Linked DNA regions of Mus musculus: regions 2 and 3 are each linked to region 1. The links are chromatin contacts, called in public Hi-C and HiChIP or PLAC-seq maps. All regions are on one chromosome and are shown on one strand. Each heading gives the region's core, a stretch centred on a gene start, on an enhancer-like site or on the middle of the called end of the contact. The rest is flanking DNA. Distances are from core to core; before and after follow the strand shown.

Region 1 (3,846 bases), core at 77-2,576:
ATTGAGCTTTTCAGAGGGAAAGTGAAGGGGCAGAGAAGGGGGGGGGGAACACGTGCTACATGGGTAGGCTCTCTCAGTCTGTGTCACCTATCAGAAGCAAACACACTTGCTCTGCCAGTTACAGAGGTTGGGGCTCTGTCCTGTCTTTCCTCCCATGCAGAAGTCTGTCGTCTCTGGTGACTGTCCACGCAGCAGAATTCAACATTCTAAGCCCTTGGCTATTTTAAAATTTTTATTTTTATTTTAAGTATGTGGATGTTTTTGCCCGCATGTATGCCTGAGTACCACCTGTGTTCCAGCTATCTGCGGGGGGCAGAGAGAGTGGGGGTCTGCAGGGGGCAGAGAGAGTGGGGGTCTGCAGGGGGCAGAGAGAGTGGGGGTCTCTTGGCACTGGAATTGCAGACAGATACGATCTGCTATGTAAGTACTGGGAGTCCATCTGGGTGCTCTTAACCACTGAGTCATTTCGCCATTTATTTATTTAGCGTTTATTCTCCCCCTGTCTCCTCTTTCTGTCTCTCCATGTACACCTCCCACCCTCTCCTCTCTCGTGTCTCTTGTCTCAGTCTTCCCCTCCCCTTCCCAGTCCCCCTCTCCTTCTCCCTCCCACTCTCTCTGTTTGTTCAAGAAATGGTTCCCTCCCTTCTATCACATGGCTCCCAGGGACTGAATTCGAGATGTCAGTGTTGGCAGCCAGGACCTTTATGGGTTGAGCGGCTTTCAACTGATGAGTTAATCATTGATGCTTCTGAGACAGGTCCTGGCCATCAATAGCCCACCGTGATCTTGAACTTGGGGCTATCTCTTAGCCAAAGCCTGACATTTGGATTCCGTTTAGATCGTTGTCTGAGAAAAGTCGACCAGAGTCCTCTATTCGGACCTCAGCAAGTGGTAAGCTCTGGCAGCCTTTCCCTTCCTTGCGCTGTCTTAATTGGCTGGTGTACCTGTAACCTCAGGTCACGCTGCCAGAAGCCGCGCCAGTAGTTTTGTCTCTACCTGCAGAGATGGAAGCCGAGCGTTCCAGAGAGTTGCGCGATCTTCGGGAGACCTATCCCAAAGTTGTCCCCAGGAAACATTCCTCCATTCTGCTTCATTTCAGTGCAGCAGCTTCTTGCACAATTGAGTGTGCTCCTTTTAGAAGCAAAAGGGTTAATGAGTGTAGCAGGTTGAAGAGTCATGGGGGGAGGGATCACTTTAAAGGCGGACAGAGACAAAGTAAAATGAAAGTGACCACCCCACGCTGTCACCCGCGATGGGCGTGGGCCAGGCTCCGCCGACACTGATCTGGACGTGAGCAGCATAAGTTTGACAGGCAGTGCGGCTGCGCCAACCCTGGCTCCTCCCACACTCCCGGAGCCTTAAGCCCCGCCTCGACACCGCGGCCCAGTAGCCCAGGCCTGCCCGGGATAGTGTAACATGGGTTCCTCCAGCTCTACGGCTCTGGCTCGCCTCGGCCTCCCTGGGCAGCCGCGGTCCACCTGGCTCGGCGTCGCCGCGCTGGGGCTGGCTGCGGTGGCGCTGGGGACCGTAGCTTGGCGTCGCACGCGTCCCCGGCGGCGCCGGCAGCTGCAGCAGGTGGGCACGGTGTCGAAGGTTTGGATCTACCCGATCAAGTCCTGCAAGGGGGTGTCGGTGTGTGAGACCGAGTGCACGGACATGGGGCTGCGCTGTGGCAAAGTGCGCGACAGGTACGCCGAGCCCCGCACTGCACCGGGCGCGAATGGGCCGGGGCGAGGGAGGTGGGGCCTTGCCTATCCTTGCTCGGAAGTGTGAGACCTGGAACCAGGCGCCCCTCGGTGAGTGCAAACTTTGTGAGCCTGAGCCTGGAGCAAGTCGAGAGAGGAGTTCCGTACTGCAAGCTGTGTTCTCCCCAAACCTAGAAAGTAAGGGTTTGTTGCTTCTGGGAAACACACATATGGGAAAGAGATGACAGCAGTTACAGCACGGTGCACATTGACGAGCGTGTTCAAGTTGAAATCTAAGTTTGCAAGCCCAAATATGTCTGTGGGGAGACCTTCCGGGAGGAGAATTTTAGTTTTACCACATGCAAATTTACTCTAAAGCGAAACAGAGCGCCTGGATTTCGGCCCCCACCCCTTTCGGCTTCACAGAACTGAGGCTTGTTGCCTGAATTCTCTGGGCTGTCGAGCTTTGATCCTTTAGCTGCGAAGCCCGTGCTTCTGGCTAAAGTAGTTTTGGAAAACTGAGTTGGAGCATTCCTGGAACCCTGGGGGGTGGGGGGGGGGGGGGAGACTCCCCTGTCAGCTGTCCGTACAGCTCTCCTAACTGTAGGACACTAGAAATATAAAATGCCATTGGCTGAGCGTTTTCAAGAACATCGGGCCTTCCCTCTAGTTCTGGTGACCACTTGAACGAGTAAGGAGCAGAATTACACGGTTTGCCGGGGGTGGGGCGAGGGAGGGGTTGTGGTAGATGGCGATAGAGAGCTAGTCACAAACGGGTATGAAATAATAATAAAGGAGGTTAGAATAAAAAAAAAGAGTTTAGTTCTGCTACAGAATAAATTTATAGATCAGGAATTCCGCTCATGGATTTTCCATTCCTCATTGGCGGCCTATGTTTGCAATGCTGGGAGGTTTGGGTTTAAATTATCATTTACTGAGGGCCTGGGGATATAGCTCCGTTGGTAGGAGAGAGTGTTTGCCAAGGGTTCGTGAAGCCCTGAATTTTATCCTCCAGCATCCAAGGGAGGCATGGTGGCACATGCCAGTCATTTCCACACAGGAGGATCAGAAGTTCAAGGTCACTTCCAGGGAAGCTGTAGATTTGGGTTCAAGGCCTGCCTGAGCTATATGAAAACTTGTGTATATACTGAAATGAAATAAAATGAAATAAAATACTACCATTCCTCGAGAGTCCCATCCCTGTCCAAATGAATTGAAATCACCAAGAATGGAGAATCCCCCCAGGGGATTGTTCTGCTATAATGAAATGGTTTCCTGCGAGATCATTGTGAGAAAGATGTTTAGAGTTTATTAAAGTGTGGAGGTTAAGATCTCTGCGGTCAGGAAGACCTTGGGTACCTGGTACTGGATACTGTACAACACCCAGGGGGTTCTGAGGCCCACCGTGTTAACCAGAGGTGGCAAGGCAGATGTGAGCATCTTTCCTCTCACCTAGGAACCCTGGGGTATCTCACAGGCAACCAGTACCGACCGACCTGTTTCCTCAGATCATCAGAGCATGGCGTGTGCCTCACTGAGATTATCATGGCTTGCCTGTGATGTTGCTGGTGTAGGGAGAAAAGGTGTCCTTTGCCCTGCTTTTTTCTGCTCCCTGGGGATTCAATGAAGTAAATAGAACTGCATCTCTCGTTTTGAGCAATACATTCTTTCTTTCATTTTTTCCTTTTTTTTTTTTTAAATAAAAGATCTCCCTACATTGCTCTGACTGTCCTGAACTCTGGCTTGCTGTGTAGATAAGGTTGGCCTTGAACTTGTAGGGATCGGTCTGCTTCTGTTTCCCAAGTGCTAGGGTTATAGGCCTGTCCCACCGTGCTCAGCAGGATCAGCTTCCTCTCTGGATGGTGTGGTTTGAGGTGGAGGGAAAGGCAGAGAAATGGTTATGTGTTAGACATTGGGCTAAAACCTGTCCTGTAAGTTTGCCCACCTACGGTTGGTTTTGTGGGCTAGCTATGACCGTCCCCATCCTGTGGGTTTAGCAAGACAGTATTGGACAGGATGAGTATTTCTTGGGGGGGTCACAAACCCAGCTTGTTCTAGGGGGTTTGAATTCAGATCTAGGCGAGTACAGCAGTCACTTTTTCTGTGTGATACAGGAACCTAAGGAGCGCACAGGAGACCTTGAACAGAGGCCTTTAACTTC
Region 2 (3,846 bases), core at 625-3,124, 580 kb after region 1:
CTGCCGTTTCCTGAGCACTTGGGAGTCCCTTCAGGTTCTCGCTGCTTCTCTTTACCATGTTCATCACTCCCCACAGATGCTCGGCTTGGGGAGAAGAGAGTGCAGTTGCAGAGCCTGCTTCCTGTTAATTCTTCTATCCCAGAACAGTTTGGAAACAGATGTCATGGCTTAAATATAATAATAAAGTAAAAACAATTATATCCAGATAACTGGAGCCAAGTGAGAATGGCTTTTCGGAGAGAATTTCTGGTTTTCTTTTTATCGACTGGGTATCTCAGCTTAACGAAATGATATTGGAAGGAGGATTTGCGCAGCTATTTTATCTGAACATGTGGATCAGGGTTCTGCTGACATAGCTCTTGAACCGCAGATTTCAGCGACAGTGATCTCTAGACATAATAGTTGTAAGCTGAAGATGTGTCATGTGGGTGATCAGAGAGTGCCTCTAGGTCACAAATGCCTGTGGCACCTCATGCTCAGAATATTCAGTTAGATCCAGAAGTGTATTTAAGGAATTGCTGGGGCTGAAAGGTGGCTCAGTGGTTAAGAGAGGTAGCTGAACCTCCAGAGGACATGAGTTCCTCCCCCCCCCCCTGCTCCCCTGGCATCGAAGTCAGGTGACTCCCAACTGCCTGAGGCACCAGGGAATCCAATGTCCTCTTCTGACCTCTGAGGGCATTTGCACACAAGTGCATGCCCCCACCTCATGCATGCACACACAGGCAGACATGTGCATGTGTGCACAACAATGTATACATCTTAAAAATACGTTTTTAGAATTCTTTCCACTAGTTCGGCATCGTTTTGAGAGAGCAGACCGCTGTCCCCGTTTTAATTTTAGCCACAGCATGAAGTTCTTAGTGAGTAATAAATTAGTAAACAGCTGCATGCGTGGTGAGAAATCAGGTTAAGGAGTGTGCAGTTTGGAAGGAGTCGGAGCTGTAATGAAGACATCTATGTGTGTTCGAAAGACCAGAATAAAGAAGGCAGGGTCCGGGAGGCAACTCTTCTCTGAGGGTTTGTTTCTGGTTAACCAGCCTGGTGGGCACAGCCACTAGATACACTGAGATCACTGTCCCAAAGGCATCAACATCAACAAATAAAGCCAAAGGAAAATAACATTCCCTCAAAGGGAACAAGCTCTTCAGGCCCAGAGTCCATTATGATGTCTAGATGGAGTAACAGTTGCTTCGAGTAAGTCACCCATCCCACATTAGCTGACCGGAGAGCTACATCTTTTCAAATTTTAATTAAAAGTGTGAAAATATATCTTGGACTCTCAGGAATGTCGACTTTCAGAAGTGGCTACTCCACTTTCAGAGTAGCAAGGGAACGAAGGAGATAATTCCTTAAGTGATGAAAATCTTTTGGCTATTTCAAAACAAAACAAAGCAACTAAAAGCACTAGAGAGACGCCCCCCCCCTCCCCACAAACTCTTTAATTTGCAGAGCTTCTTAACAGATCTCAAGAGACAACTCTTGTTCCTGGGGTTGGCCTCCAATGTGTAACTTTTAAATGTCAAAAGGCACTTGGGTTATCCAATTCTAATGCAGGGCCAGTCCCGATTCTGGAGGCTAGGACAGACAAATAAAAATTCTCCCAGCACGTTTTGGTAGTGATGTTTTTCAGCTGTAGCACGGCACAGGGGTGAGAGTGAAAACCAGGTGAAGTAGAAAGAGATCCGGGAACAGATGGCCTGTGTTTTTAACTTTTTCTGGGTCTCCACTCTCTTGGCCACCTACCGCTCCGTCGTTCTCCCAAGGATTGGCACAAGTTCCATCTGCTACTCCATTTAAATCCTTAAACGAGAAGCTGCCCGTTATTTGTCCTGGCTTTGAGAACTCGCTTTGCTTTTGCACCTTTACAACCAACATCTGGATGCACCGCAAACATCCAGAAAAGCTTTGGGTTTTCAAAGTCCCAGAAACACGCCCTCTGCGCACAGCTCCTTGTGAGAAGACAGACCCCTGGTGGCCAATGACTGGAACTACACCCCAGGTTTGTTGTGTGATTCTCCTCTCAGGGTTTAGTTTGGGCCTTTCCTGCCCCTGTTCCTTCCGTGCTTTCTGGGTCCAAATTGCTGTTGAAGGTGGACATGATGCAGCTGTGTGGAAGTGACTCTTAAGTTCAAGTCAAAAGACTTCCAGAACAGTTACATCAGCTCTGTGAACGCTCTGAGTCACAAGGTCTCTGAAGTTGGCCAGAGCAACACGCTTAACAGTTGTTTAAGTTACTAAAATCTCTTGACCAAGTTTTGGGAAAGCGCTTGATCTCCACCTTGAAAACGCCTTTACTTCCTCTGTCGCAACAATACGCTTCTACTTTCTTTGGTGGAATGAAGACGAAGTGTCAACAGTGTGAACTCTTTTGACACTACAGAAACGATCATTTGGATCATCGAAGTGTGGCCCTAGCCTGGGTATAACCCTGTACCACAGCCAAGCATGGTTCTGAAAACCGAATGCTCCAAGGAAGTATGTATATACCTGAAAGAAACCGGAAAGTCCCCACCTCCACGAACATTCTGTAGACATTCACTCTCCGGCAAGGACAGAACACACAAATGCTTGCTGTTGCCATTCTACCTGTAAATGAGGAGCAAAGACATGCATCCCAACAACACGTGTCTGCCATCAGGTCAAAGTATCCGCTGAAGTGACACACTGGGGCTGAAGATTCGCCAGTCTCCTCCCCTGCTGTGCCAGAAGGTCTGGCATAACCAGCATGGATGAATCTCTTGTGGTACAATTAATTATAGGATCTAGTTGTAGGTACAATCTGTGCGTTTGTTTTACGCTCACTACAGTGCCTGTGGTGTCACGTCACACAGCCTCATCTTCTTGCTTGTGCTTTTGGGGAACACAACATCCTTGTTGTAGCAAGAGGAAGCCAGGTAACCATGCTTAAGTCTAACATAGGTCTCCCATCTTCATGTAACACACACACACACACACACACACACACACACACACACACACACACAGGGAGGGTAATGTAAATCCAGGATCTAACAGGTCAATGATTTTGTACTCCCCCAGAAAGAATGGGAAGAGATTTTAAAAAGCCCTTCTTTGTTACAAGAAAAGCAAGTTAGTTTAAACGGTCCAGTGAAATAATGGATTTGTTTTACTTTTCTTGTTGCTCTGACAAAAGCAACCGAAAACAACACAAGAAAGGGGTTATCGTGTGGCTCTTGGTTGGAGAGAATGCAGTCCATCGCGGAGCTGAATCATGGCACCGTGGGTGTGAATAGCTGCTCACTCTGTCCTCGGGTAGGAAGCAGGCAGAGATGACTCTCTCTAGGAAGCAGGTGTCGATGAACTCCAGTGAGGGTTTATTCGCTTTCTTTATTCAGCATAAAACTCTAAAGATTCCAGAAGGAAATGTCAGGAAAAATCTTCATGATTTGGGTTGAGGCAAAAAGTGAGAAATGATTCCAAGATCATGGTCCACAAAACCAAAGTAAGATTTTATTTATTTATTTTTAGTGAAAAGTATTGTTCTGCTAAAGTTCTGCCAAAAGAATTGAGCTGGTTGGTTACAGCTATCAACTTGACACAATCTAGCACTCGCCTGGAAAGAGATTGTCCAGATATGGTTGACCTATGTTGGTTTGGTATGATTTCCTCAATTGATGGGGGAAGAACCTGTAACTTTATTTTTTTCAAACCTATTGTTAATGATGGTGCTCAAACGCTTTAACCTCCCTTATAGCTCACCACCCACCAGAGGTAGTGGGGAAGAAAGGATATGGGGGAAGTGGACCTGTTTAGAAGGGCTCTTTGGAGCAACTCCTGTCTGTGTTGTCTGGAAATCGGCAGTTCAGTTCACAGGTTAGCAGACCG
Region 3 (3,721 bases), core at 622-3,121, 610 kb before region 1:
CGCTCATGAGAACATGACACATATGTGTAACTCAGAGGAACATGGCGCTGATCTGGTCAGCCCAGGAACAGGCAGCTTCAGCGTGGCTTAATTAGAGCAAAGATAAATCATTAGCAACCAGCTTCTCCCTCAGAATCAATGCGATGATTAGGCAAGAGGAGAGGGTCATAGTCTGCAGGTAACTGACCCACTTCCCAGCACACTGTTGCTTTCCTAAAAGCAGAAGTACTCACAGCACAGACCCGTGAGTCAGGGAAAGGAGCCGGAGCTAGCCCACAGACAAGCCTACCTCTGATATTGAGTGCTTCAGACTTCTTCTCTTTTTTCGTCGTCTCTTCTGGTTCATTCTCGGTGTTCAGGGAATCACCTGCATTCAAAGAAGAAACCTTGTGTTGTGTATGAGTTCTACAAACAAAAAGAACCAATGATCTCAAAATGCGGTTTTGTTATTTTCAATTCCTCTTAGCATACAGGAGTCCCCCGCTTCTCCTACACTCAGCCCAAATAGGTACCTTTTAACCCAGAGGAAGCCCGAGGTCCACCCTTGGTCTTCACACACACAGCTTTCAAATTAAAAACGGGACAAGGATAAGCCTACACCTATCCCCCAGATCCTCAATACCCAAGAGGCAGGAGATAGCCCTGACACCGATGTCAGGGGAGGAAACATCCAGTTAGCACCGGAGAAGGGGCAGGATAGGAAATGCTCCGTTGCCCAATAGTTAAGAATTGATTTCCAAGATCAATACTGCCACAGGAGAGGGGAAGATAAGGACTACAGGGTCAAGAAGGAGAAAGAGAGGAAAATGGGGCGGGGGAGGGGGGAGAGAAGGCAAGCAAGGAAGGAGAACGAGGAGGGAGGGAAAGATGGAGAATTAAGTGAGAAGAGAAGCGAAGGGACTTTTTGATAAATCAGTCAAGAAAACGAGCCGAAAAAGAGGTAGTGGATGAGTAAAGGGGTCCAGATGCCAGGAGGAGGAGGGAGAATTGAGGGAAGAACAAAGTGCTCCCAGTCCGGAAGGATGCAACCGAAAGGCACCTGCTACATTAGAGAACACGGTCGCGCCCTCCTGCTGCTTTCTTCCGGCCGAGGACCCCCGGAGAGTCACTGCTGTGCCCGAGCCAGGAGCTGTGGCTGTCGCAGCCTCTTGGGGACACCCCAAAGCGCCACGAGGATCCCCCTGGCTTGGCTGCTGCGAAGGGCGGGTCCGGCGACCCCGCGTGCAGCGGGAGAAGCAGGCGCCGCAGTCCTGGAAGATGAGCAGCCCCACCACGTTGACCGCCAGCCCCAGGGCTCCCACGATAAGCACCAGCTCCGGGTCGTCGATGCGCTCGGGCCGCGCAAGGCGCAACACGGCCTCCACGAAGATGGTGAAGCAGAGCGCAGTGAGGAAGACTGCGTTGCTGAGCGCGCCCACCACCTCGGCCCGCACGTAGCCGTAGGTGGCACTGGAGCCGCGGGGACCGCGCCGCGCGATGTAGCCGGAGCCCAGGCCCACGCACAGCGAGATCAGGTCTGACAGCATGTTGAACGAGTCCGAGAGCAGCGCGATGGAGTTGCCCAGGTAACCCGACACCAGCTCGGCCACGAAGAAGGCCGCGGTGAGCACCAGCATGAACAGCAGCCGGCACGTCTTGCCTGAGTAACGGCCCATCTCTACAGCCCGCTGCGCCCCGCAACAGGTTGGCGGGGGGGGTGGGGGGGGCGGTCTGGAGCCCACCTCCTGCTGCAGGCCCGCCCTTACCCGCCCGGACCTTTTATGCTTCCAGCTCGCGCTCGCGGGACCAGAGTCTGCAGGAGTGGCCCCAGAGTCGCAAAGGCCACCTCCCGGGGCCCCTGCCCCTCCTCCCTCGCCGCCCAAGCTTGATTTGGCTGGTGGCCACCAGCCTGTGTCTCCTTCTAGGTCTGGGCTGGAGACCGGAGCTGCTGGGAGGAGGGGCGCATTGGGATGTCAATCTTCTTAAATCTCCACCTCCACCCTCTCTGAGAGAGAGATGCACGGGATGGTCCCGCTCCTCCAACTCCACCCCGCCTTCACCCCTGGGCTACTACAGATCTGTGTATGCCGCTGATAAGGACCTAGGCTGTAGTGGGTGTGCGCACCGCTGCCTACGTGCCCAGATGCGAGTTGCAGGGCAGATTCCATATGAGCTGGTGGAGCCTAGTGCCCTTAAAGGTGTTTCCTGCTTTTCCACTGGTTAAATGGTATCTCATTCCTCCCGTTAACCCCTGTCCCTGAACCCATAGTCAAAACCCTTTATCCTTTCTTCTTCACAAAGGCCACGAATCCTATTACTCCCTTATAGCACAGTATCGCCATCTCCCTTTTAGGGGTCTCTATCTGAGTCGAGCTGTCTACAGAGGAGAGGAAGGCAGGCAGCCCAGGGTGCATGGCTGCCACTGCTATTAGCATTAGTATGGAGCACTGGTATAGCACTCCAAGGCTGGGATTCTTTGTGTCCCTTGGCCATCAAAGAAGCCAGGTTTGGTCTCCTTTCCTAGTCTGTCAGAAAGAATTTCTACTGCCCCTAAAGGTGACCCTATACTCATAGTTCAATTGACCCAATTTTTTTTTTCCAAATAGACCCTGTTCCAAGTGACAATCACTCAAAGGGAACATGTCCTGGACTTGAGAGTCTACACTGCAGCCCCTTCAGAAAGGGTATTTGCTGTTGGTCACTTCGGAGACAGAAGTTGGTAACCATCGACTGAGGTATCGATGTGATAGGCTTTGGTTTGGAGGAATGTGGGTTTGGGGACTTTGGATTTGGAAAGCAGTGGAATGCTCTAAGCGGGGCTCAGTGAGCCATCCTAGCAGGAATATGGAAGACTTTGTTGCTGAGGGTGATTTGAACTGTGGAAGCCTGGCTCTAGAGGTTTCAGAGGAGAAGGATTTTAATATGTGGTGACCTTGGGGCAAGACCACAACAGCTAAGTTTAGGTTCGGGCATGGCAGTACGCCCCTTTAATCCCAGGAGGCAAAGCCAAGCTGATCTCTGAGTTCAAAGTCAGTCTACAGAGCAAGTTCCAGGACAGCCAAGCTTAGGCAGTAAAGGAGTTGGAAAACAGAAATCCGGTGATACTGTAATAGAACAAGGGGGCCATGTTCCAGCCCCAGCAAGCAGCAACTTCAGCACGTGGCTCTGGCTTTAGGGTCAAGAACAGAAGGAACTACTGGGACAATGGATGCTGGTTGACTGTAGCTAAGAAATCAGCAGTGATTAAGAAGAGACCAGCATCACCGAGGTGAAATCGGAGAAGTGTTTCCTGAGAGCACAGAGAAGCTGTGTTCCGGAGGTAGCTAAGGTTGTCTACAAGTTGCCTTGCTCATGGTGTCTGTTCACAGCAGTAAAACCCTAGCTAAGACAAGTGGGGTGTGGATGGGGGAGCCCTGTGCCTCACTCATTTTAGGAAGGGTCTGAAGGCAAAGCACAATAACCGTGTCTCCCCATAAACTTTAACCACCCTCATGGAGAAAATGCACAGGGTTGGAGCTTGGAAATACATTCTATGCCTTCCTCAAAGCAAAGCCAACGAGCAAGGGACAGTGGTGCAGCAAGGGACAGTGGTGCAGCAAGGGACAGTGGTGCAGGCATTTACTCTCAAATGTCCTAGAGGATTGGCTTGAGACTGGAATCCACTAACAAAACACTCAACCTAAAAAAGAATAATACTGATAATTTGGATTGAATTTACTCTTGCCAGCCCTGTACACGCATA

The links. Hi-C and Micro-C count contacts between places; a contact is called where the count stands out from the background. HiChIP or PLAC-seq counts read pairs in DNA pulled down with a chosen protein or histone mark.
Region 2: a contact with region 1 is called in a Hi-C map of the N1E-115 cell line, with 2.2 times the contacts expected there. The contact joins the enhancer-like site here to the promoter of Mtarc2 in region 1. A contact is called at or near these places in 3 of 39 promoter capture datasets (the 3T3-L1 cell line, hippocampal neurons and pre-B cells), 1 of 484 Hi-C or Micro-C datasets (the N1E-115 cell line) and 3 of 115 datasets of contacts at active chromatin or transcription factors (bone marrow-derived macrophages, microglia and pancreatic cancer cells).
Region 3: an H3K4me3 HiChIP or PLAC-seq map of embryonic stem cells shows a contact between it and region 1, with 7 read pairs. The contact joins the promoter of Slc30a10 here to the promoter of Mtarc2 in region 1. A contact is called at or near these places in 1 of 39 promoter capture datasets (liver) and 2 of 115 datasets of contacts at active chromatin or transcription factors (bone marrow-derived macrophages and embryonic stem cells).

Annotation. Positions count from the first base shown.
Region 1 is chr1:184,843,388-184,847,233 of GRCm38.p6, reverse strand. Mtarc2 (mitochondrial amidoxime reducing component 2) reads left to right here and starts at 1,326. Exons shown (of 8, transcript NM_133684.4): 1 at 1,326-1,688. The coding sequence starts at 1,417. Gm34451 (a long non-coding RNA gene) reads right to left here and starts at 1,387. Exons shown (of 2, transcript XR_865818.3): 1 at 997-1,387.
Region 2 is chr1:184,264,404-184,268,249 of GRCm38.p6, reverse strand. No RefSeq gene overlaps it. Among named protein-coding and RNA genes, the nearest start is that of Gm34177, 63 kb to the left of the region's middle. Within about 2 kb of position 1,874, at least 18 of the 459 cell types and tissues checked have an H3K27ac peak or open chromatin away from gene starts, as enhancers often do. A contact at or near this core is called in the N1E-115 cell line and pancreatic cancer cells, where this site is marked.
Region 3 is chr1:185,452,998-185,456,718 of GRCm38.p6, reverse strand. Slc30a10 (solute carrier family 30, member 10) reads right to left here and starts at 1,871. Exons shown (of 4, transcript NM_001033286.2): 1 at 1,040-1,871; 2 at 290-367. The coding sequence starts at 1,655. It overlaps Gm2061 (predicted gene 2061), which reads left to right and starts at 1,151. Exons shown (of 3, transcript NR_040305.1): 1 at 1,151-1,683; 2 at 2,586-2,714.